Linked DNA regions of Mus musculus: regions 1, 3, 4, 5 and 6 are each linked to region 2. The links are chromatin contacts, called in public HiCAR-type and promoter capture Hi-C maps. All regions are on one chromosome and are shown on one strand. Each heading gives the region's core, a stretch centred on a gene start, on an enhancer-like site or on the middle of the called end of the contact. The rest is flanking DNA. Distances are from core to core; before and after follow the strand shown. Region 1 holds the start of Nadk2 (NAD kinase 2, mitochondrial). Region 2 holds the start of Tars (threonyl-tRNA synthetase). Region 3 holds the start of Skp2 (S-phase kinase-associated protein 2). Region 4 holds the start of Nipbl (NIPBL cohesin loading factor). Region 5 overlaps Nadk2 (NAD kinase 2, mitochondrial). Region 6 has its middle 47 kb from the start of Gm46508.

Region 1 (2,709 bases), core at 161-2,660, 2.3 Mb before region 2:
AAAAAAAAAAAAAAAAAAAAGAATTGTAAGTTTGCTACTGTGATGAAACATAATGAACATATCGGATATACATACATCGGATATATGACCCAGAGGTTGAGAACCGCTGAATATATCAGTAAGTGGGAGTTAGGGAACAGGTAAACAACTGGGGTGTAGAAGGCTCTTTCAATCTTTAAAGTTTTAAATGTCCTAGACATGGGAATCTTAAGGACTGAAGTGGAAAACCCAGCAGGGGTTTTCCTGAGAGAATTCAAGACACATCCGAGAGGATGGTGTAATGAAGCAATGTTTTGGAAGAGGCAGAAGAAAGGATCCAAAATAAGATTTGACTAGGATATCCCATTGAGATGTTTCCAGCTAGAAGTGGGAGTCAAAAGTGTAGTTTTCTGTGACGTGAAAGAGAAAACAGGTTCGATATCACAGAGGCATCTGAGTGTCACAAACATGAAATAGCATGCCCGGAATCCAGAGGCCACTTACTGGGAGTGCCAGGATCGCAAAGGAAAGGACGCCACAGCAAGGACCTCAGGGCAGTGGCCACCTACCCTGTCTTATGACTTTCCCTTCATTGTAGCTTTCCCTTTTATTCTTAATCAGCCTACATCTCTATGGTTGTGTAACTGTTCCCACAGACTCAGTAACTTCCCTTGCTCTAGCTTCAAGGACTACCTACCCAACATTCCAAAGTCAGATCAATAATCATCAAACACTGCTCTGAGCTTGCCTACAGGATAAAGTGCAAAACATTTTTAACCCTTCAGTCTGGTCCTACACAGCTTTCCAACCTTATCTCGCGGTCTAGACAGACACACAGGACTAGACAAGACTCCTTCCCTCATTATCCTCCTCCTTTCTCCCTGACAGCACTGCCTCTCTAGGCTGGTGGTCTTTTGGTGGTCACCGGAGCTCGGGCTAATGCTCTGTGATCCTTCTCGGTTAGCTCTAATTCCTCTCTAATAAAGGGCTCGGCATCTTTATTTGCCATCAGGCCCTGCAAAACGAAGCCGTTTGGAGCGAGGTCACCGCCCCCAGCTCTTACTCCAGCGACGGCCACATCAGCCATCCAGCAGACACTGGTTAAAATTTACCCTAGACGAGCATGACCAACTACCCAGAAAGCAAGCAAAAATGAAAGCAACTAGAGGAAGATGCGCAAGAAACTTGCTTTCCCGCCAGGCGCTCAAAACTCCGCCTGCACCCCCAACGCCGCCCAGACCAGTTCCAACTGGATTTCTTCGGGCAGCTCGAAAGCCAAATAGAATTTCGTCCCTTTCCCAGCCCCAGCCAATCCCCGCAGCCCCTCGGGCTCCCAAACCTTCCCGACCTCTGATTAGCTGACAGATCTGGCCCGGGGGCGGGCTTAGAGCGGCCTCCCTGAAAGGGTGAAGAGGGAGGTGGGGCCGGGCCGAGAGGCCACTGCGCAGGCGCCCAAGAAAACGGATAAACAAACAAATAAAACCCACTGCCCGGGGGCCAGCCCGGATCCCCGCCTCCCGGGGCCTCCCGGGGCCTCTCCGCCCTCGCGTGCGTCTGGGCACGTCCCCCCCCCCCCCGGCGCGTTCCACGCACGTCCCCGCACTTAACCTGTGCGCGGCCGGCGCGGTGCTGGCGGCAGGGAGCGCGAGCCTGCACCCGCGGCCCCGCGGATCATGACTTGCTACCGGGGCTTCCTGCTGGGCAGCTGCCGGCGCGTGGCGGGTGGCCGCGCGGCTCTGCGGGGTTCGGGCTCGGGCGCGGACGGCCGGCGGCACTTGGGGCACGGGCAGCCGCGCGAGCTGGCGGGCGGTGGTAGCCCCGCCGACGGCGGCTTCCGCCCCTCGCGGGTGGTGGTGGTGGCGAAAACCACCCGCTACGAGTTCGAGCAGCAGCGGTACCGCTACGCGGAGCTCTCGGAGGAGGACCTGAAGCAGCTGGTGGGTCCTGGCGGGGGACGGCCGGTACTCGGGGTGGGGGTGGGGGGCGACGGGCCACAGGACACCCCCAAAGCCCGACAACCTTCCTCCGATTGCCTGTGGGGCCCCTCGGGCATGGGACTGGGGCGCCCTGAGCCTGCCTTAGAGGGGGCTCCTGGGACCGGGACTTGGGAAGCCACGTGTGTCCTCGCCCCCGCCTCGGTAGCACGGACTCCCATCGCTGAGAAGATGAGGGTTGTTCGCCCTGTTTGTCCTGGGGACCTCTCCCCAGACCACCGGGAGAAAGGAAATTCTCCAGCACAGCCACTGGTGGCGGAGAGAGGGCCGAAGTGCCGCGGTCACACCCCCTTCTCGCCTGGGGACAGAGGCCTGGCCAGGGAAAGCCCTGCTGGATTGTGGTCGCCTGTCCCTTCAGGGTCTCTTACTGCTTGAAAAGCAAGCACCTGGGACAGCGAGGCAGGAAAGCTGACCCGAGATGGGTTTTTGTGTTGGAAGGTCAGAAAAGGAACAAGTATGCCGGCTAATGGGGAGAAGGCATGAACCCTGAAGTAACAGGGCCTCCGCCATACACCGTGTTTGGTGTATTTACTAATAGCGTTGCCAGGTATGCCATGCGTGTGTGTGTGTGGGAAGGATTAAACCCAGAGTTCGAGCTTCCCCATTTTTGAAAAAAAAAATTGATTTTGTGCTACCCAGTAACTTTTGGGAAATGGGCTGTTAGCAATTTATTTAGGAACCCCCCCCCCCACAGTTATGCCTGTAATTGTTGACTCCAGACACCCGAAGGCTTTAG
Region 2 (2,700 bases), core at 165-2,664:
ATAAATAAATCTAAATAAAAAAAATATTTAAAAAAAGACAGCAGGGAAGGAGGCAAAGGGGTAACCAAGTTATAAAACCATAAAACACCTTAAAAACATAAGGAAATAGGAACAAAATCTATCCATGTATACCTGTCATTCATCGCCTTAAATCTGTAGCTTAAAGCGCATACACAAGCATTTTAGTGATTTGCCCTATCAGGATGGAAACTCCTCTTGATGAAGACCCTAGCAACCGTCAGCAATGGTTACCTAGACAATCTGTCATATGGCCTCACCCCTTTCCAATGTTCCTTAAACCCCCATGCCATGTCACTTTTTGACAATACAATACATACATAGCACCTCCCTACAAAACTCCTGCACGTAGAGAATACTGATAGCCTCAATCGCTGCACTTCCCTCCCGTCTCTCCCTGTACAGCCGGGGCACAATTCATCCCCTGAACCTGGACAGCCCTGCCCTGCCTGATTTACCTGACCTCATTTTTCCAAACCCAATAAAACAGTCTGACTGTGCTTCTCTATAACTCAACCAAGCTAATCAGAGAAGTACGATTTTCCAGTCCTGCACATTTGGGGAGCCCCCAAAGTCAGGAATCGATCTTAACTTGTGTAGCCACCTGGACTGCCTGACTAAGTGCCAGGGCAAATAAATACACAGGGGACACAGGCACAGTTGGCTGTAAAAGAGGGGTGGGGCAGAAAACACGCCAGTGTACAAATGCTGTTCCTAACCAGTGGGTGACAGCCCAAAGCAAAGTTTAAAGGGGATGTGTGTGAAGTTATTTAGGTCGCTTCCAGCACCTGGCAGACAGAGGCTTTAATTTCAAAACAGTCTGTCAATGGGGGCATCCAGCCTTATTTAGCACCCAATCTTGGGCAAACTGGATCTGATCGCGGGGACTGGCTTTTCCTTCCTAACTAGAGCTTTTTGCTCCACGCAGTTTAGGATTTTAAAAAGTTCTTCAAATGTTCTTCCCGCTTATTTTAGTGAAAAAATACAAGCGCGGGAGTCTAAGCCCCAAATGCTTACTATCTGAGCAAACCACTCAGTCTCAATTCACAGATCTCTAGGATGAAGATGCCCCCCCACCCCCCAGACCCTGCCAGCAAGAGTTCCTAACTTATTACCCAGGGCCCCCAATACCGACTGCTCCCTGCTACTTTCCACTCCTGCCCCGCCGGGCAGTGCCGGCTCCCAGAACACATCCGCTCTCTGCACCCCACGGCGCCTGCTCACCGGCTTCTCGCCGTCCATCTTCCCCGAAGGGCTGCTAGCCTTCTCCTGCGACATGGAAGGACCACAGAGAGACAAAACCCGTGAGCTGCACCGCAGAGAAGACCCCAAGCCGGCGGTGTAGACCTACAATTCCGCACTGCGCGTGCGCCACGTGGCCACAGGCGGAACCAGCTAACCAGCTGATGCAACGGGACTCCTGGCCCCGCCCTACCTGGACACGAGGCCAATGGGCTACGCGGAGAGGCGGGTCCTCCCTTTCCTTGGCCAATAGAATAGCCGAGAATGACGAACCCTTCAAGAAATCCCATTAGTTCCAGACTGTGTAGTGAGGCGCGCAAGCGCACTCTTCCCCTTCTGACTGTAGCTTGCATGGCCTTAGCGGCCACCGTAGTGAACTTGAGCTGCTTGGACTGAGTTTCCCGGAATTGCTGGATATGGTCTCTGGCGCTCTGGTTTATCTCAGATGCGCTCTACCTGGAACGTTGGCTGATAATCTGAAGCGATGACTCAGCCTTCCTCATGAGAATAGGACCGATTTGCTGTTTGAGGGACAAGCGCCATTGATCAAAGCTTTCTCAGTGTCTCACGGAGTTTTCCCATAGACGGCACAGAGATAAAATTAACTTTTTACTTGAAGGAATAAACTCCACACAAAAGTCATTGATATCACGGGAGCTCGAGATTAGATTTTTACTACTTAAGCAAAATGCTTAGCAGAAAGTTCTAGTTGGCCTGCTTATCCTAATAGCAGCTGCCAGTTTTTGGGTTGTTCTGTGTTTTTTCTTTGCTTCACTGTGCAGCCAGGGATAGCCTCGAACTTGCAATTTAGATCTGGCTAATCTGGGAGCCTTCTGCAATAGCCACCCAAATTAGAGGATTACAGGCGTTTGCAACCATGTCCACCCAATGTCCACACCACCACCAACCTACACACACACACACACACCAGCCGAGTAGAATTGAGACAGGGTCTCACTGTATGTATAGCCCGGCTGTCCTGGAACTCGCTGAGATCCACTTGAATGTGACAAATGCCTCCTGGGTGACTCTTCAAGGAGCAGGTTCCCATTTCCAAGGAACATATTGTCCAGGGAAACAATACATTTCACAACGGCCTCAAAAAACATGAACTATCTTGGAGTAACTCAAACAAGACAAGTGAAAGATTGTACAAGAAAAACTTTAAGACAATGAAGAAAGAAATTGAGAAAATTTCAGAAAACATAAAAATCCCCCCATGTTCATAGATAAATACAGTAAAAATGGCCATTCTACCATTCTACCACAGGCAATCTACAAAGTCAAAGCAATTGCCACCAAACTTCCAACACAATTCTTTACAGAACGTAGAATGTTAAGTTTTAGATACACACACACACACACACACACACACACACACCACAAAATCACGATGGCTAAAACAATCCTGAAAAAAAATGTTGAAGGTATCACTATCAC
Region 3 (2,700 bases), core at 90-2,589, 2.3 Mb before region 2:
TGCTTCTGTTCCCATATGTCAGTGTACTGAGCTGGACTTTGAGCAGGAAGATTCCTTTCTAAGGAAAAGGGCAGGAAAAAAGCTTCAAGTCAATTGTTGACCACAAGATAAAGACCAACCAAGATTCCTGAAGACTTAATGACTGGAATCCATTTCACTGCCACACTTCCAAACTAGGCAATTTTAGGCACCAAAACTAGGCAATTTTAGGCACCGATCCAAAAAGATTCCCCAAGGAAATAATTCAATCGAATTTAGTTAAAACAAAATAGTTCAACCCATTACAATACAGTTTGGATCTTAGTGTTGTGCATTACCTGGAAAGTTCTCCCGACTAAGCTTCGGCCGACGGATGATCACAAAGTCTTTGTCACTCCCTTTGCCCTTGACTCGTTTCCTTGGAGGGCTCTGGGGGTGGCCGAGGTTTGAGAGCAGTCCATGTGGGATGTTCTCACTGTCCACCTCCTCCTTCTCCAAGGCCGAGACACCCATGCCTGATAGCAGTTCAGAAGTCTTGCTGGAATCCCATCCCCACGTGAAGCTGGTGGTGACGTTGCCACTCTGGTCCGGAATCTCCTGAAGGTGCTTCCTGCAGAAGGGCAGACATTCTCTATTCCTTTTGAAAATACACCCCTAAATAATTCCAAGGTAGGCATGAAAGAAGAGTAAAGAATGGAGTGGAGAAAAGTCCCAGCAAGTGACAGTACTGCATTTTTTAAACGTGCCTACAAGCGAGAGAAATACAAGAATGAAAGAGAAAAATCGGGAACATATATACTTTGAAAGGCTTTGGGATTTATGGTCACGCAGAAGGCCTCAATAATTTCTTCCCGTGGAGGGAAAAAGAGGGACGGCACTGATACCATGACTCAAAGTAGAGGAAGGAAAACTTAATTAGGAAGCCAAATTAAACTCCACATTGATATTCGCACTAAAGCATTCATCCATCCTTTTTCTCTAAGCAAACATTCACATAACCAGATTATTTGAACAAGAAGCAACATTCGCGGCCTAAAAGAATTCAAACGGTTCATTCATGTTTTGTCCGGTTTTTTTGCAATCGGTTTACCTATGCATGGTGTCCACTGATTCAGGAGTTTTGAATGCTTGAATTAATTGAAGCGCTGCCTGCCTTCCAGACTCCTGTTTTAGCGCTCGGCTTAGAGTGATCCCCGGGGCCCCAGCAGTTGGACCCGCGAACTAGCAACGTTCCATCACCACCGCGCGCGCGGAGTTCTGCATCCCGCTCTCCAGCAGCCGCCTTCTGACGCCCCGTTGCCTGCTGGGAATTGTAGTTCCGAGCCTAGCTCGTAGTCCTGCCTGGGTTCTTCCACTCTGATTTCGGACCAACCCTCCAGATACCCACAACTCCCTGCGGCGCCGGGCGGGATTGAAGGAGGAGGAGGAGGAGGAGGAGGACAGGCAGGCGGAAGTGGGTGGAGCTCCGGCTGGCTGGGAAATGTCAGCCGATTGACTGGGAGCAGGTTTTCCTTTTCCCGGAGCTCACGGGCCTTCGGGTGATCACCGCCACGGTCGCCCGGGACTGAAGGATCCGTGACCCCGGCAGGCTGCGGCGGACGCGAAGCTTCTGAGTCCCTTCCAGACGCTGTCTGGCGAGGTCCGACGGTGAGCGTGAGGGGGGCGGGGACGCGTGAGGTGCGTCAGGGTCTGGGGTCCCGGCCCAGTCCCTGGCGGACATAGACTTGGGGGGAGTTCCAGATGGTGAGTGGCCGCCGCCGCCAGGCCCATCTCCGGGGTCTCGATGGCCCGCCAGGTGAGAGGCTGCGGGTGGCACTCCTGCCATTCGCCTTCCTCCACCTGGCAGTGGGCGGCCCTTAGGACTGGGTCTGTGGACGCGATCCTTTCCTCACTTGTAAACTAGGCTCGAGGACGCGGCACACCTCATGGGCTGGCACTGAAGATCAAATCAGCGTGCGAGGGGAAGCCTTTTTCGAGCTAAAGCGCAGCTCCAAGAGGAGCGATGGTTTATTTTTAAGGCGGCAGGAGCCAGCAGTGGTTCCCGCGTGCATCCTCTTGGATCCTTGATGAGTCTCCCAAATACCAAAGGGAAAAAGGGAGGCTCCGCTTGCAAGGAGAGACCACCCTGAAAGCTGTTTAGGTGCCTCTGACTCAATCCACAGCCTGTCCTAGAATCTCTCTGCCTAGAAACTATGCTAATTTAGCCTCTGAAGAGGTCGGGGGCGATTAGATTAGAATGACCATGCAAAATTCAGGTGTGCAAACTGTGCAACAGGGGAGAGGGTAGGGGGATGCATTTCTAGTCCAGTAAAAATGAAGATTTATAGAGTTGAGAAAAAAGCAGGCCACCTTCATCAAAAACATTAGAATATTGGTTTAGTATGTTAGATTGCATACACTTGTGTTTCTTTGTGGAGAGAGCAAGATTCGTTTTATAGTGGAATTAAATCCTTCATGCTCAGTTTTGTCTTTGTTTCTAGCATAATCTTTGCATCAGTTACTTCTTGAGAGGAAGAGATTCATGAACTTTTAGTTCCTGTGAGTGAGATTGGTGTAAAAAAAAAAGACCTTTTTGCAAATTGGTTTTACTTGAAAAGAAAGACTAGGAGAATAAGTATGTAGTCACAGTTTTGTTATGGAAAGTATCTAAAGTGAGACCTTCTGAAATAGTGTATAAAGTTATCTTTTGTTACTTTGAAAAACTCATTTGCCTTCTCTTGA
Region 4 (2,700 bases), core at 179-2,678, 3.0 Mb before region 2:
CTAAGATCTGCCCTGACAAGAAAGGATGGCACCTTCTATGTGTGTATATGTATGTGTGTTTTAAACCTCCCAAAGATTCTAAGTGCAACTTAACTTCTATCCTTTGAAAGAAAATAGGTTTCATCCTTATCTCCATGTACGCTCAAAAACACTTAGAATTCTTTGTATTCTTGCACCCGTTTAGGCTAAAAAGTATCCAGAGAGTTTTATGTAGTCATTTAAAATTATCCTTACATAACAGATACAAATACAAAGTGTCGGAGTAAACCTGTCAAGTTCTTTCTACTTGGTCTTTGAATAAAAAGTCCATGTGCAACACACTCTGTCAAACAACATAAAAGCTCCTGGGCGGGGATGTGCAGTGTGCACAACGCTAGGGTTTTCTAGATTAAATATACATGTGGACGGTTTGATCCTTTTACAAAGGAAACCAGTCTTTATTAACTTTCCAAAACGTCCAAACAAGTTTGGCAGAGAATTACCACTGTAGCCGTGTCTGAGTATTTACATTTGTTTCACTAACTGAAACTACTTCCTCCCTTCATGGGGTCACAGGGGGAAGAAGGGGGGTTGTTTGTTTCACTGGGACGTTCCCCACTCCCGGACCGGGAAAGTTGTAAATATGGGGGACGATCGGGGCACATTTGCTGATAGTTGTATTGTTTCCGCCTCCTCACTAGCTACGGCTCCTCTCCCGGGCGAGGCCTGTCACCGACCAGCAGTCGCTCCGCTCAGCCCGGAGCTCTCCTAATCCCCGAGCTCAAGTAGATTCCGCTGGCCCGCGGCCTGCACTCTCCGCCGGGCCTACGCCTCCCCGGCCGCCCGGCAGGGAGCCCGGTTCCCCGTCACCGAAGCCGGCCGGGAGAGGCTACGAACCCCGCCGCCACCGCCGCCGCCGCCGCCACCCAGGGTGGCTGCCGCCGGAGAGGAGCGAGCGAGCGAACTCACTCTCTCGACTCGCCCCGTGGAAGAGACCCGGGGCCGCTGAGGAAACGGCGGGGAGGGGAGCGAGGAGGAGAAACGCTGAGGGACCTGGCGCCGGCGCCACCGCCGCCACCGCCGCCGCCGAAATAAAAGAGCAGGAATTTACCTGGGCGAATCGGCGTCTGAATCCGAAGCGGAGGCCGAGGCCGCGGTGGCAAGAGAGAGAGAGCGAGAGAGCGAGACTATAATCCGGGCCGGGAGGGGGGGTGGCTACGGCTCCTCTTCCGTCTCCTCAGTGCGGGGAACATGTAGAGCCGGGGGGAGAGCAGCCGAGAAGACAAATCGCGGCTTCTTCTTCGTCCTCCTCCTCCTTCTCCCACATAGAAACACTCACACAAACACCCGGCCGGGGGCCCCGAGCTACCGGGGGGGCATCGCCGCGGGCCCGGGAACCAATCCTCCTGGCGGCGGGGGCGTCCCTCCCTGGCGGCTTTGCTGGTGTCGGGTGAGTCGGTACCGACGGAGGGAGGGAGGGACGGGAGGGCGGGCGGGGGGGAAGGAGCCCAGTGTGTGTGTGTGTGTGTGTGTATGTGTGTGTGTGTGTGTGTATGTGTGTGTGTATGTGTGTGTGTGTCTCTCTCTCTCGTTCCGTCTCTCCCTCTCAGAACAAAATGCCGACCGGAAGTGCAGCTGCAGGAATGACTCCCTCCGCCGGCGCCAAACACTAACAACCACCCCCTCTTCCCTACTCCACTTCCGCCGCCGCCACCGCCGCCGCCGCCACTCGGGCTCGCAGCTCTGCCTCAGCGCGCCGGCTCCCGCGGGCTCCGGAGGCGCGGCGGCGGCGGCGACAGCGGCGGAGGCAGCGGGAGCAGCAGCGGCGGTTCTGCTCCGTGCCCTTGTCCTGTGCAACGGACGGCCGTGGATGCTGCCCGTGGGGTCGCTTCTGCAAGACGGCGTCTACGCCGTTGCTCGGGTGACCGGCTTGATTTTTTTTTTTTTTTTTTCCTTTTGGTCCCCCTCGAGGCGACAGCAGCCGGGCGCTGGTCCGCTGTGGTGGCGTGAGGCCGGGATCTCCCTCTTCTCAGGCGCTCCGGGCCTCATAGCCCCCCACCCTCAATCCCGGAGAAGGCGGCCAGCCGAGGCCGCGCTGCTCTCCCTGACTGGCCGGCCCCGGGCCCCGGGGGGAAGCCGAGCTCCCGCTGCCGGCGGGTTGGATGCCGACCTTTCAAACGCTGTTCCCGCAGCCGTGATGGATGGATCGTCCCGGGAGCGGCCGGATCCTATGTCTGTCTGGGTTATTTTCTGCGAAGAACACAGTCCTCGGAGGTGAAGACTCCCAGCCTGGCTGAGTTGGAATCGTGATCGTGGTGGTGGTGGTGCATTAATTTCTGGAAATACGAGAGGGCTGCTGGACTTGCCTCTTTTTTTTTTTTTTTTTTTTTTTTTTTTCCTTTTTGGCGGTGGTTTTGATTGCCTCCCTGGTAGTCGGGATAAGGCCTGTAGGCGACGCTGTGCAAGCAAGGAGCCGGTCGCTCTGGCGCTGCGATCTAGGTGTGGGTGGAGCCCAGGCCATCCTGACGCCGGGCACCGGAGCCCCGGCACCGGCGCACTTCAAAACATCGTTTTCCTCTGTATGTTGAAAACTCAGAGGCTCTGGACAAGGCTGGAGTACAAAATGTGAATACGAATACAGTACCGTACCCGATGGTAGTGTCTTACTGTAAAACCGGAGGGCATTTCATCGCCACACAGTTTTCTGTTTGCTTGCTTGTT
Region 5 (2,700 bases), core at 75-2,574, 2.3 Mb before region 2:
AATTTGTTGAAGCAACAGTCCAGTGTTTGTCCATGACTCCATTATTTGAAGGAAGTTTACACAGTAGGGTTTTACTTCAGACGTTCTTTCTGTCATCCACTCTGTGTTTAAAGAATAGCATATGTTCATTTGATTTCATATTTATGGAATATTCTAAAACATGTCAGTTGTTCAAGAAATGAGACTTCTAAGCTGGGCATGGTGGTGCACGCCTTTAATCCCAGCACTCGGGAGGCAGAGGCAGGCGGATTTCTGAGTTCGAGGCCAGCCTGGTCTACAAAGTGAGCTCCAGGACAGCCAGGGCTATACAGAGAAACCCTGTCTCGAAAAAACAAAAAAACAAAAAAGATAAGGAAAAAAAAGAATTTCACACAAAGAATGAGGTATAGAGAGAACAGGTACCAAGAAAGGCACCTAAGGATGCAATTGACTGAATTCTGAAAGGAGGCGCCACGTTAGGTCCCACGAGAGCGGCATTGATGGAGAACTGTACGAGGCCTGTCTACAACACTAACCTTTGGATAGGAAGGGGTATGTAGATCAGGAGGCCATAGAGAAAAGCCAATGGGCTTCCTTCAAGTTTTTCCTGCAATCAGGACTGGAATTAGCATGGCGATCGATGTCTATGCCTGCCAAGTCAGATATGTCTTGGTCAAGCTGATTTACTTAAATTTCATGAACTGTGAGGGCCTCACACAGCTCAGTGAACAGAGTTCTCTGCTTTCATTCCCTAGGGCTTCCTACTATGAAATTTCAGTCGATGACGGCCCATGGGGAGAAGCAGAAGAGCTCAGGGCTCAATTTGTGCACTGGGACAGGATCGAAGGCCTGGTGAGTAGCGTGGGCTGCTCCCTGTCAGTGTGCGAGCCTCTTTCAGCAACAGAATGTATGTTCTATCCTATGTGGGTGTGTCCGTGTCCTCTAGTGTGCAGGACAGCAGCTTGTGGGTCTGCAGTTTAAAGCTCACCTTCCTGTCTGCAGGGTTTTCCCTGTCTTCCATGCATCGTTTGCCTCTGCCACGAATTACCCAGACTCCTCCTCTAGAGGAAAAACATTACTCTGTCCTCCTTGCCACCTTTTGCTCTCCCCTCCGCACACATCACTTCAGATCCTTGCCGTTCCCAAATCGGAACCAGCTTTCTCAGCCTCTGCTGCTGCCACTTGGGTCTGGGCATCATGGTTTTTTAGTAGCTATTTGTGCCTGGCCTCCTTTTCTCCTGCATTGTCTGCTTTAGCACTGGCTGGTGCTGTGTACAGACTGCTTGGTGTGACACCCACACCCTGGCAAGTGTTGCCATTGCCGACATTGTCCTCTTTCTCCGGGCCCTCACCCTCACCCTGCCCATCAGAGGTCTGCAGACACCGCAGCCTGCTTGTCATTCTCTGCACACACCTTTCTCTCCTTTAGCCTTTGCTTTTGTTCAATTCATCTTCTTGCTCTGGATTTCTAAATACTTTCCATTCAGTGTGAAAGCGCCCAGCCTTCAAGTGCAGTTCTCTGTAGGCAGTCATCCTTAACTTAGCCTTCTTTCAAAAGCACAATGGTGGTGCCCTTCATCCTTCAGCACCTTCTCGCTGGCAGAGCTGGCAGAGCACGGTTACTAGGCTAACATGTCGATGCCTTGGGCATTTTTAGGGGTTTTAAAGGGTGCCTAATGTTTTTGTTTTCCTCTTGTTCAAGTTTTGTATGTTAGCAGGGTATAGTGCCTACTACGTATTTATTCAGATCTTTCTTAAATAAATGGATGCTCTCAAAAACAGCATACACAGTGTCAGTTTAGTTCTTAGCTGTATGTTGTGGCAAGCCTAAAATCCCAGCACTTGAGAGGCTGAGGTAAGAGGATGATAGTTTGAAGCCTTTGGGGGCTACATAGTAAGACTCTGCCTCAAAATAAAATAAAATAAATCTCCTGTCAAATGTCACTCATAGGTTGGGCTTGTGTGATGTTGCTTGTTGCTGCTGTGTCATAGGCATTGTTTCCCTTTGTTCATGAGCCAGGATGACAGGATGCTAGGATGACAAGATGACGGGATGACAGGATGACGGGATGTTGGGATGACGGGATGATGGGATGACGGGATGACAGGATGACGGGATGACGGGCTGACGGGCTGACAGGATGACGGGCTGACAGGATGACGGGATGACAGGATGGCTCTGTGGATGAAGCGTTTGTTACCAAGCTCACCATGACTAGAGTTTAGTCCCCAGGGCTCGCATGGTGCAAGAAGAGAACTCCCAAAGTTACTCCCTGACTTCTATGTGCGTGGCAATATGTGTGCGCATCCCATCTCCCATCCCACCCCCAAAAATTGTAAAAATTATATCATCTGATAAATTGCAAAACTAGTTTTTAACCGTCTCCTAAGTGTGACAATGACCAGGCTTCACTGATCATGGAAATATTTTTTCAACGGAAAATGGTAATAAGCACATCTTTGGAGGTCTACAGTGAGGATTAGAAATGGTTCCCGGGACTCTTGCCCTTGTCTTTCCCAGCATGCTCTGTAAGAAAGGGCATATTGCTGTCATTTGAGTATAGGGTGGGAGTTAGGTGAGCTTAATAAACCACTTAGTAATTTCACCACACGACAGGAAGGATTAGGATTCTGTTTCTTTATCTTGTCTTATGATTCTCGAGGGAGGAAAAGAAGTTTATCTGAAAAAGAAGGATTTTGTTTTGAATATGAATTGTATGG
Region 6 (2,700 bases), core at 127-2,626, 2.8 Mb before region 2:
ACTTTGCCTCCCCCGGGGAAGCCCACCAATGCCCACCTGAGGTGTTTTACCACCAGCCTTTTCTTTCCTATGAATCCAAGGCTGGTGCCTTACTTCCTTAAGATCTTTTACAGGAGACTTGCCCGGGTAGCCTCCCTGACTACCCCGTCCTTAAAGTTCTCTAGTTCCTCTCCGAACGTCACCCTGCACTGGTGTGCTTCCCATCATTGACTATACCTGTCCTACATCTTAATCTGCTTGGGCTGCCTTAACACAACAGCACGGACTGGGCAGCTTAAAGGACACACAGTTATTGGTCACAGTCTGGGGGCCGAAAGCCCTTGGCGCACCCGCATGTTTGACCTCTGAGCTGGTCTTTTCTGGCTTTCAGACACGTGGCCTTTGCTCTGAGCTTGCTCTCTCTCCAAATACATGTTCACTGGGGTTGAGTTCCAATATACAAACATTGGAGGTGACATAGTTTAGTCTTCGAAAATCTATTTTACACCTGAATAAAATAGAGCTCTGGAGTGGGGGTGGTGGTGGAGGGAGGGGTAGGTTTATCTACAGTGCACATTAATGTGCCTGAGATAAGGTTGACACTCCATAAATACCTGGCAAATAAATGAAGGATCTGAGTTTTCTCGATGGGTTGAGTGGTACGACAAAAAATTTTATTACCTCAAATAATAAATTTATTTTATTATTATTATTTTTATTTTTTATTTTTTCGAGACAGGGTTTTTCTGTATAGCCCTGGCTGTCTTGGAATTCACTTTGTAGACCAGGCTAGCCTTGAACTCAGAAATCTGACTGCCTCTGCCTCCCAAATGCTGGGATTAAAGGCATGTGCCACCACTGCCCAGCAATAAATTTATTTTTAAATTAAATTTAAAAAATTAAATTTTAATTAAAGCATCAGTAAGTCTTTGAACCAGTAAGCATGTATGCACATCGGTGACTTTTCCTTTGTTTTGTATCTATTCTGCCACAATCCTAGGAAATTAAAATGCACGAAGAGAGACATGGGGAGGTTTAGGGCCAGAGAAGAAGAGATAAGGACGCTGGTGGTTAGCTTCGTGGTCCTTGCCTTTTCAGACTCTGGATCAGACGTTCTAAAACCTTGGCGCGCAACAGTCTTGTTAAAGCACACTGCTGGGTTCTACCTTCCAGAGCCCTGGATGGGGCCTGGGGAACTAGCCTTTCCTGTAAGTTCCCAGTTACTATCCATCCCGTCCTACACACTGGGAATCACACCGCAGACACGGACTTACTCAAGTTCACTTTTCATTCGGGCTTCTGAGCTGTTTCTCGTTCCACAGCCCTCCTGGAGCCCATCATTGAGGAGTTTCTAGAGAATGTTGGGTGGTTTATACGGTGTGGGCCGCTCTGGGTCGGGAGGTCCTTGCCACAGGGTGGCAGCAGTATCCCAGGCTTAGAGTGGCCTCCTCTCTGGGCTGCTTTAGTAGCAAATCTCCTGGTTCCCACCAGGGAAGGTTTGACTGGCTTTTCCATTTCCCCTTGGCTGGGAGGTGGGGGTGGGGGACAGCAGTGGGAAGGGGGCCGGCAGAGGGGGAGGTCACTGGCACACAGAGGGACAGTTTTGTTCCCTGGGAGACTCTGGGAGAGGAAGCTGGGTGGTCTCCCCGGAGTGTCGAATTATGCGCTTCACAAAACCACCATGCAGCGCAGGGCTGCTGAGAGAGAGCCAGCACTGACAAAAGCATCGCAGACACTGGCAGGGGAATCTGCTCTGCCCCGGTGCAGCGCCCGGAGCCCCTCCAGAAGAGCTCTGTCAGATTTCGGAGAGTCTGGTTTCCAGCCTCCCTCCCAGAAGACAGCAGTTCTTGCAGCTTCTCGCGGGCTTGCTTCCATCCATCCATCACATCTGCGGACCGCGAAGCCTCTCTGTCTTCACTGGCCCGTTTCGTTATAAACATTTCAAGAGCCGTCCAGAGTGCCAAGAACTGAGCTGAGAATTTGATGAACACACATGTATATAAATGATGTATATGTGTCCCGTTTATTCATTTACCACTTCTGCAAAGTGAATAATTACATACATCCGAGATAAAGAAGTTGAACTTCTTTATGTGCCATTTAACTAGCGCTCACTTCATGAGCATTCCTTTTAACATGGTAACTCAATGAGAAAGCTGGTTTGGGGATGGCGACTTTATCTGACCTCCACAGGTACAGAAGGGATCACCGAGGTCCAGCGACTTTTGCAAGCCGATTGAGAAGTCAGGTATATTATGACATAGATTAACCAATTGGGTCCAGATTTGGGATTAAACAACATCTGAAGGTCTTTAAGTTTCAGGAAACATTTCTCTCTCTCTCTTTTTTCTCCCCACCCCTTTCTCTCTCTCAGGTTGAGACATGATCTCATTAGGTAGTCCTAACTGGTTTCAATCTTGTGGTACTTTGGCCTCAACCTGCTGAAGTATAAGGACAGGCATAAGTTTACTATGCCTGGCGTGACATTTTCCTTAGGACAGCTGTGCTTTCTGTTTGTTTGGCATAGTTCTCCTAGGTTTAAAAGCAAGCCGGCTTTGGGATCCTGTTGTTTGAATGCAGTGGCTCTGGGTGGTAGTCTTCAGATAGGTGTTCCTGGCCGAGACCGTTTTGATCAGCTCAGTGCTCCCAGCTGAGCTGATTCTAAATGGTTTTTATTTTCTCTTGCAATGGCTATGTCTCCAAGCTCCTGTCTGGGCATTT

The links. Promoter capture Hi-C pulls out the DNA fragments that hold promoters and counts their contacts. HiCAR-type assays count read pairs that join an accessible place to other places. Capture Hi-C pulls out chosen DNA fragments and counts their contacts.
Region 1: a promoter capture Hi-C map of liver shows a contact between it and region 2, with 6 times the contacts expected there. The contact joins the promoter of Nadk2 here to the promoter of Tars in region 2. A contact is called at or near these places in 7 of 39 promoter capture datasets (the C10 cell line, the SN4741 cell line, hippocampal neurons and 3 more), 1 of 15 datasets of contacts at CTCF or cohesin (large pre-B cells), 2 of 484 Hi-C or Micro-C datasets (CD4 T cells and pre-B cells), 5 of 115 datasets of contacts at active chromatin or transcription factors (astrocytes, embryonic stem cells, large pre-B cells and 2 more) and 2 of 9 other capture datasets (adipose tissue and liver).
Region 3: a promoter capture Hi-C map of liver shows a contact between it and region 2, with 5 times the contacts expected there. The contact joins the promoter of Skp2 here to the promoter of Tars in region 2. A contact is called at or near these places in 12 of 39 promoter capture datasets (the 3T3-L1 cell line, 3T3-L1-derived adipocytes, the C10 cell line and 7 more), 9 of 484 Hi-C or Micro-C datasets (B cells, CD4 T cells, CD8 T cells and 5 more), 7 of 115 datasets of contacts at active chromatin or transcription factors (astrocytes, double positive thymocytes, embryonic forebrain and 4 more) and 2 of 9 other capture datasets (adipose tissue and liver).
Region 4: a promoter capture Hi-C map of liver shows a contact between it and region 2, with 5 times the contacts expected there. The contact joins the promoter of Nipbl here to the promoter of Tars in region 2. A contact is called at or near these places in 3 of 39 promoter capture datasets (the C10 cell line, liver and pre-B cells), 3 of 484 Hi-C or Micro-C datasets (B cells, CD4 T cells and regulatory T cells), 3 of 115 datasets of contacts at active chromatin or transcription factors (astrocytes, embryonic stem cells and thymic regulatory T cells) and 1 of 9 other capture datasets (liver).
Region 5: a contact with region 2 is called in a HiCAR-type map of astrocytes, with 6 times the contacts expected there. The contact joins the enhancer-like site here to the promoter of Tars in region 2. A contact is called at or near these places in 2 of 39 promoter capture datasets (liver and pre-B cells), 1 of 115 datasets of contacts at active chromatin or transcription factors (astrocytes) and 1 of 9 other capture datasets (liver).
Region 6: a contact with region 2 is called in a HiCAR-type map of astrocytes, with 2.7 times the contacts expected there. The contact joins the enhancer-like site here to the promoter of Tars in region 2. A contact is called at or near these places in 1 of 39 promoter capture datasets (pre-B cells), 1 of 15 datasets of contacts at CTCF or cohesin (large pre-B cells), 1 of 484 Hi-C or Micro-C datasets (pro-B cells) and 1 of 115 datasets of contacts at active chromatin or transcription factors (astrocytes).

What each region holds. Positions count from the first base shown.
Region 1 is chr15:9,069,850-9,072,558 of GRCm38.p6, forward strand. Nadk2 (NAD kinase 2, mitochondrial) reads left to right here and starts at 1,411. Exons shown (of 13, transcript NM_001040395.4): 1 at 1,411-1,916. The coding sequence starts at 1,653.
Region 2 is chr15:11,398,244-11,400,943 of GRCm38.p6, forward strand. It overlaps Tars (threonyl-tRNA synthetase), which reads right to left and starts at 1,415. Exons shown (of 19, transcript NM_033074.3): 1 at 1,243-1,415. The coding sequence starts at 1,296.
Region 3 is chr15:9,139,115-9,141,814 of GRCm38.p6, forward strand. It overlaps Skp2 (S-phase kinase-associated protein 2), which reads right to left and starts at 1,340. Exons shown (of 10, transcript NM_013787.3): 1 at 1,070-1,340; 2 at 318-589. The coding sequence starts at 1,077. Lmbrd2 (LMBR1 domain containing 2) reads left to right here and starts at 1,456. Exons shown (of 18, transcript NM_177178.3): 1 at 1,456-1,626.
Region 4 is chr15:8,443,035-8,445,734 of GRCm38.p6, forward strand. Nipbl (NIPBL cohesin loading factor) reads right to left here and starts at 1,429. Exons shown (of 47, transcript NM_027707.3): 1 at 1,091-1,429. It overlaps LOC102634078, which reads left to right. Exons shown (of 3, transcript XM_017316813.1): 2 at 681-930; 3 at 1,029-2,700. The coding sequence ends at 2,257.
Region 5 is chr15:9,099,372-9,102,071 of GRCm38.p6, forward strand. Nadk2 (NAD kinase 2, mitochondrial) reads left to right here. Exons shown (of 13, transcript NM_001040395.4): 8 at 735-775; 9 at 777-831. Among named protein-coding and RNA genes, the nearest start is that of Nadk2, 29 kb to the left of the region's middle. Within about 2 kb of position 1,325, at least 20 of the 459 cell types and tissues checked have an H3K27ac peak or open chromatin away from gene starts, as enhancers often do. A contact at or near this core is called in astrocytes, where this site is marked.
Region 6 is chr15:8,628,000-8,630,699 of GRCm38.p6, forward strand. No RefSeq gene overlaps it. Among named protein-coding and RNA genes, the nearest start is that of Gm46508, 47 kb to the left of the region's middle. Within about 2 kb of position 1,377, at least 66 of the 459 cell types and tissues checked have an H3K27ac peak or open chromatin away from gene starts, as enhancers often do. A contact at or near this core is called in astrocytes, where this site is marked.